Regions from separate parts of the Sus scrofa genome. Here region 1 is linked to region 2. The links are chromatin contacts, called in public promoter capture Hi-C maps. All regions are on one chromosome and are shown on one strand. Each heading gives the region's core, a stretch centred on a gene start, on an enhancer-like site or on the middle of the called end of the contact. The rest is flanking DNA. Distances are from core to core; before and after follow the strand shown. Region 1 holds the start of KIAA1107. Region 2 holds the start of RPAP2 (putative RNA polymerase II subunit B1 CTD phosphatase RPAP2).

Region 1 (2,700 bases), core at 117-2,616, 180 kb before region 2:
TCACCTACTGGCCGGGGGACCTTGACCAGATTACTTACCCCCTCATGCCTCAACTTCCTCATCTGTAATTGGGCCCATAGTAGAACCTACCTAAATGGTGGTTATGAGGATTGAGTTAATACTTAGAAAGCAGGTAGATCAGTTTTCTCGCCTAAAAAAACTCTCAATAAATATTAACTCGTGTTATTTCTGACATTCCTCTATTCTACAGGATTAATTAAGAATCAGTTATCCATCATATTTTTTAGAATTAAGGTGTCTGAGAAATTGAGGTCATTATTTGGAGAAATGGCTACTCTTGGCCAATCTTAGGGTACAAGATCCACATATTTTCCAAGCAATTAGCACGTGTTTGTTTCCTTGTGCAGAGCTTCTGAATGAAGCCGAGTAACCGAGCCTTCTTCCTTTGGAAGAAGTCATCAAATACAAAAATACCAAAAGACTTTTAAAGTGATTTTTCTCCATCTCTTTTCTTCATGTTAACATATTCGAAATTCTATGGCTCATCAATCCACCCACTTTCCTGCTCAATTGAAGGCTCTGCCCGTACAATCCAACTTCCTTTCTTCCTCCTCATAAATTTTATAGCTTTATATGCAAGCTCTGGAGTATCATTGACACTTCTCAGCTAAAGTTCAGGACCAGTTCCTGGATTAGAAGGAGAAGGAATCTTTTAGATGCTGTATACACCCTTTGCAGGGGACTTAGGAGTGTTGTGACCTCTGCTGATTTTTACGAAGTTCTTCCCCATTCCTCACAATCCCAATTTTTTCTTTCTTTTTTTTTTTTTTTTTTTTTTTTTTTTTTTTTTTGGTCTTTTATTCAGGCTCGCACCTGTGGATACGGAAGTTCCCAGGACCGGGATGGAACGCAAGCTGCAGCTCCCGGCCTACACCACAGCCAAACAGGGCGGGATCCAAGGGGTGTCTTGACTTAAGCGGCAGCTCATGGCAACCCGGGATCCTTAACCCACTGAGCGATGCCAGCGATGGAATCCCGGGCCTCCTGGATGCTCGTGGGATTAGGTGGTGCTGAGCCACAGTGGGAACTCCCACAATCCCAATTTTTCTTGCCCAAAGCAAGTTAAGGAGAGAGTGTGACACGTCTAGGGCACCTGTCTCTCTGGGGAAGAAAAGCGCTGGCATCCCAGGACGACAAGGTGTGGGAAGGCTGCACAGGTGGAGCTGAACTAGGCTCTCAATGAAGCATAAGTGGAGATGAGCGCTCAGCCAGAGGGCCCCGGATCCAGAGCCGACCCGGCGGGTCCCAGCGGGCAGCTCGCTCCCCGGGCGGCAGGGGGCGGAGCGCCTGCGGCGGAGGTAAACAGAGCCAGCACGCCTGCGCACCGCCGCCGGGTCACGTGGGCGCGGGCCGGCCCCCGAGCTTCCCCGGGGCTGCGGGCCGGCGGCTGCGGAGGGCCGGCCACCCCCTGGCGGGAGGCGAGGGGGCGGGTTCGGGTTGGAGCCGAGCGTCCGGTCGGAAACGCCCCCTCGTCCCAGAGGCGGGGAAGGGCGGCCGGGCGCGGGGCCCCGCGGGCGCCGCCGCGCCGGGTGGGACATGGCCCGCTGTGGGGAGGGTGGCGCGGCCCCCGTGGTGCCCCCGGGGTCCCCCGGAGTTGGCAGGAAGGGGCCCTGCGAGCGGCGCCGGCTGAAGGCGGCGGTGGCGGAGCAGCTCAGCCAGGACCTGCTCAGGTAGGAGGAGGCGGGAACTCCGGGGCCGCAGGCGCCCACCTCCGCCCCAGAAGCTGCGGCTCCCGCGCCGCTTCTCCATCCCTCCCCTTCCCCCGATTCCTCCCAGCAAAGCGGGCTCGCTCGCCCCGTGTCACCGACCCGGGGCACCTCGGAGAGCACACACCGGATTCACAAAGACAGCGGGCACGCCTCTCTAGCTCTGTGCAGCACCGGCGTTTGCCAGAACACTCCATCGCGGGCAGGCTTGGGTCTTGGAAGACTTTCGCTCCTGTCGAGATGGATTCAGGTTTCGTGGTCTTGAAACGTACACAGTTGTTAAACACAACTAAGAAACATGGTAAAAGTAGAAGAGGGAGTGAATGTCTGCTTAGAATGAGTGAAAAATGAACAAATTCCTGGAACGTTGGAGGTCTCTGCTGAGCTCTCTTTGAACGATTTAGCAGGAGTGCCTACATGGAAATCTTTGCTGATTGCAACCTGGCTTCCCCTCTCCTAGACTCCTCCGCCACCCCCAGCAGCCACAGCAACTCCCAGCTCCCATGAGGACTCGGGCAAATGGAGGGTTGTTGTGAAGTTTAACTCAAAATTGTGGTGAATAAAATGAAGCTTAGGAATATTCCCTAGCTGGTTTCCATTTCCACCAAAATATTGGCACTTGAACTTTAGGGTTCATCAGAATCAGGAAGAGGGCTTAGGTTTCCTGGGGCCCAGAGGACAGTTTTGATAACAGCTAGTCTGAGATGGGGCCTGAGATGTTTGCATTTCTGGCAGGGGCCCAGGGGATGCTGATGCTGCTGGCCTGGGTCACCCTTTGAGGACTACTGAACTCATGTAAACATAATGACACTTCATCACTAAGGGTTATGCAGTATTCCACCTTTAGAAAGTGCTTAGTGTTCCCCACCCTTAAGGCTCCAGCAGCTGTAAACTGAACTTTATAAAGTAAAAAAAAAAAAAAATTCCTTTTACTTTGAGCCTATCTGTCAATGAGAGAGTCTGCTTTGTGTCC
Region 2 (2,700 bases), core at 98-2,597:
GAAAATTAGGATTAGCCTAATAAATAGTTTAATAAATCATCTTGAAATCCACTCTGCCAAAGAAATGTGTAAGGATCAGTATTAAAACTATAAATATTATTTCTCCAAATGACATCCTCTAATCTGTCTTCCTGCCTTCATGCTATTAGCTCATAGGTCAAAAAAAGCAGGATTACAGACGATTTACAATGTTAGTGACTGCTAATGTAATTAAATATAATCTGTGCCCTTCTTATATTTTGAAAGGTTAACTTCACCAAAAGAAAAAAAGAAGAAAAAATTACTTACACATCTCTTTATTATGGACTGAAGTTCCTCCACAGCCATTCCTTCTTATTTTTCGTAGTTTTGATGCTGAAATGTACTAATATGAGGTGTTAACCATCAGTAATACTATAGTGAAGTATTATTAAGTTGTTTCATTCTGATGAATAGTTAATAAATACAGTAAAGAAAATGGAAAGTTTTAAAGCTGAAATGTTTTTACTGAAAGTAGGTTAGCCTAAGAAAATAAAAATTAAAAAAAAAAAAAGAAAAACCCTTCCTGTTTCATCTTTACGTTTTCTTGGAGCATAATTTTGAACGTTAAACTCAAGGGAAAAAAATCCTCTAGTGCCATTTCAAGAGGCAGCGCAAATGTGGACTCTAATATTACAGTTTTTAAAAGGCAGACTTTTTTCCCAAAAGGTGGGCCTGAAAGCCGTTCTAATCATTACGGGATTTGTTTATTTTTTAATGGCCCCCTTGACAAACTGCACTGCAACACAACTCACCCGGAGGGAGTGAAAGGGGCGATGCCCTCCAGCTCAAGTGTGAGCGGGTCATTTGTCTGTTAATGACCCCCCCAGTATAATCAATCGAGCTGGTGAAATCGCTACAGCACACGGAGACAAGGCAGCGGCGGCCCTCCGGGGACAGCGCCCGGTTCCCGCAGGCCAGCGTTTCTCCCGGCGGGAAGGCGGGTCCCCAGCCCCGCAGTGGGGCGCGGGCGGGCCGGGACCTCACGGCAGCGCGCTCCAAGGCGGATAAAACCCCAGCGCGCGCAGGCGGCATCCGAGACGGCCATTTCTGCCGGCTCCTGCCTGCGTGGGCCTTCGGGCTCCAGACCTCGCGGGCGCGGGCGGCAGGTGACTCCCGGCCCTCGGCGGCTCGCCCCCGACCGCGAGGCCCGGCCGCCCCGGCCCCACGCCCTCCCGCCCGACGCCCCGCGGCGCGCTCACTCACCGCCGGGCCTCCGGCCACTCTCACCGCCCACCGCCTCCCGGCGCGCAGGCCGCCCTCCGGGCCCCGCCCCCGGCCGCCCTCCGGGCCCCGCCCCCGGCCGGCCCCGCCCCGCCCCGGCCGGCCCCGCCCCGCGCTGCGCGGCTGGAGGCGGAGCCTCGAGGGGGAGGCGCCGGGCAGGTTCCGACTCTCAGCGACGCTCCCCATGGCCGACGCCGTTCGGCCGCGCTCCGCCGGCCGCCGGGCCCGGGGTCCTCGCGCCTCCCGAAACGTCGCAGGTAAGGAAGCAGGGCCTGTTCCCAGGTTTGGAACTGAGAACTGGGTCCCGACGGGATTCCAGACTAAAGCGTGTGGGCGCTCGGGAAAGGCCGCCCCAGAGCAGGTCTCGGGGCGGAGGAGGCCGAGCGCTTCCCACCGCCGAGCCCTCGCCCCAGGGGGAAGGCCTTGGGCCGGACCCCACCTCTGCGCACCGGCCGTCCAGGGTTTCTCCTGGGATGGGCTGGGAGCCAGTCTCCCAGGGAACGGGCAGTAGGGAGGTCCTGGGAGTCTGGAGCTGGGGTCCAGAGCGGGCCGCGGACCAGGCCAGCGTCCGCAGGCGGCAGGGAACCTACCACTGGCCCTCCTTGCAGGTGTGCTGCTGCTTTGGTGCCCCAGTTCTCTGGGGTGTCACACTCCCCCCCTTCACCTGGGAACGAACATTTAGGGGAGCAAGAGAGGTCGCCCCCTGAAGTACCCAGAACTCAGACTTTGAGGAGTGGTTAATTAACGCGACAGTGATAGAAGAGATACGGGTTTTTTGGCTGCCCCTCGGCACGTGGAGTTTGGGGCCGGGGTCCTTCACCCACTGTGCTGGGCCCGGAATCGAACCTGCGTCCCAGCGCTCCCAAGACGCCGCTCTCCTCGTTGGTCTGCAGCGGGAACTCCAAGAGATACATTTTAAGCAAGAAAAAGAATTAGTTTGCAAACCCAAATTGAATCCCCTTCCCATTTCGTTAGATTTACACACAGGATTGGAAATGAACTATGTGGAAAAGAAGAAAAGATGGTTTGCAGGTTATTTGAGTAAGAATCTCACCTGTAACCAGGTGAGTTGGTGTAGACTTGACCTGTTTTTTGTTTCTTTTAATTGTAGGCACTAAACGGACAAGTGCCTTGCAACAAGAAGATGCTTCTCAAAGGTAGGAGAACTACTCAGCTGCTTTCACTTCTCTGTGAATTGCCCGTTAATTGAACCATTTTAAAAAACAATGATGAGTGCTGCCTCAGAGGAGGTGATTGTGAGAGAAGAGGTAGATGTGGGAAGTACTGTAAATTCTAACAGCGACTGTTGCTGCCCGGACTCCACGCTTTAGGAAAACTAAATGGACACTTTGAGGTTGCTGGTGGAAAGGTGTCCATAGGAATAACCTGAATGAACCAGGTACTTTTTTCCCAGCCCTTGTGATACTCTCTCCTTTTTTTTTTTTTTTTTTTTTTTGG

Evidence for each region. Promoter capture Hi-C pulls out the DNA fragments that hold promoters and counts their contacts.
Region 1: a contact with region 2 is called in a promoter capture Hi-C map of fetal liver, with 3 times the contacts expected there. The contact joins the promoter of KIAA1107 here to the promoter of RPAP2 in region 2. A contact is called at or near these places in 2 of 5 promoter capture datasets (fetal liver and liver) and 1 of 47 Hi-C or Micro-C datasets (heart right ventricle).

What each region holds. Positions count from the first base shown.
Region 1 is chr4:124,949,086-124,951,785 of Sscrofa11.1, reverse strand. KIAA1107 reads left to right here and starts at 1,366. Exons shown (of 17, transcript XM_021090241.1): 1 at 1,366-1,691. The coding sequence starts at 1,558.
Region 2 is chr4:124,772,561-124,775,260 of Sscrofa11.1, reverse strand. It overlaps RPAP2 (putative RNA polymerase II subunit B1 CTD phosphatase RPAP2), which reads left to right and starts at 1,347. Exons shown (of 13, transcript XM_003125906.4): 1 at 1,347-1,499; 2 at 2,354-2,399. The coding sequence starts at 1,427. GLMN (glomulin) reads right to left here and starts at 1,304. Exons shown (of 19, transcript XM_021090232.1): 1 at 1,225-1,304; 2 at 289-364. The coding sequence starts at 327.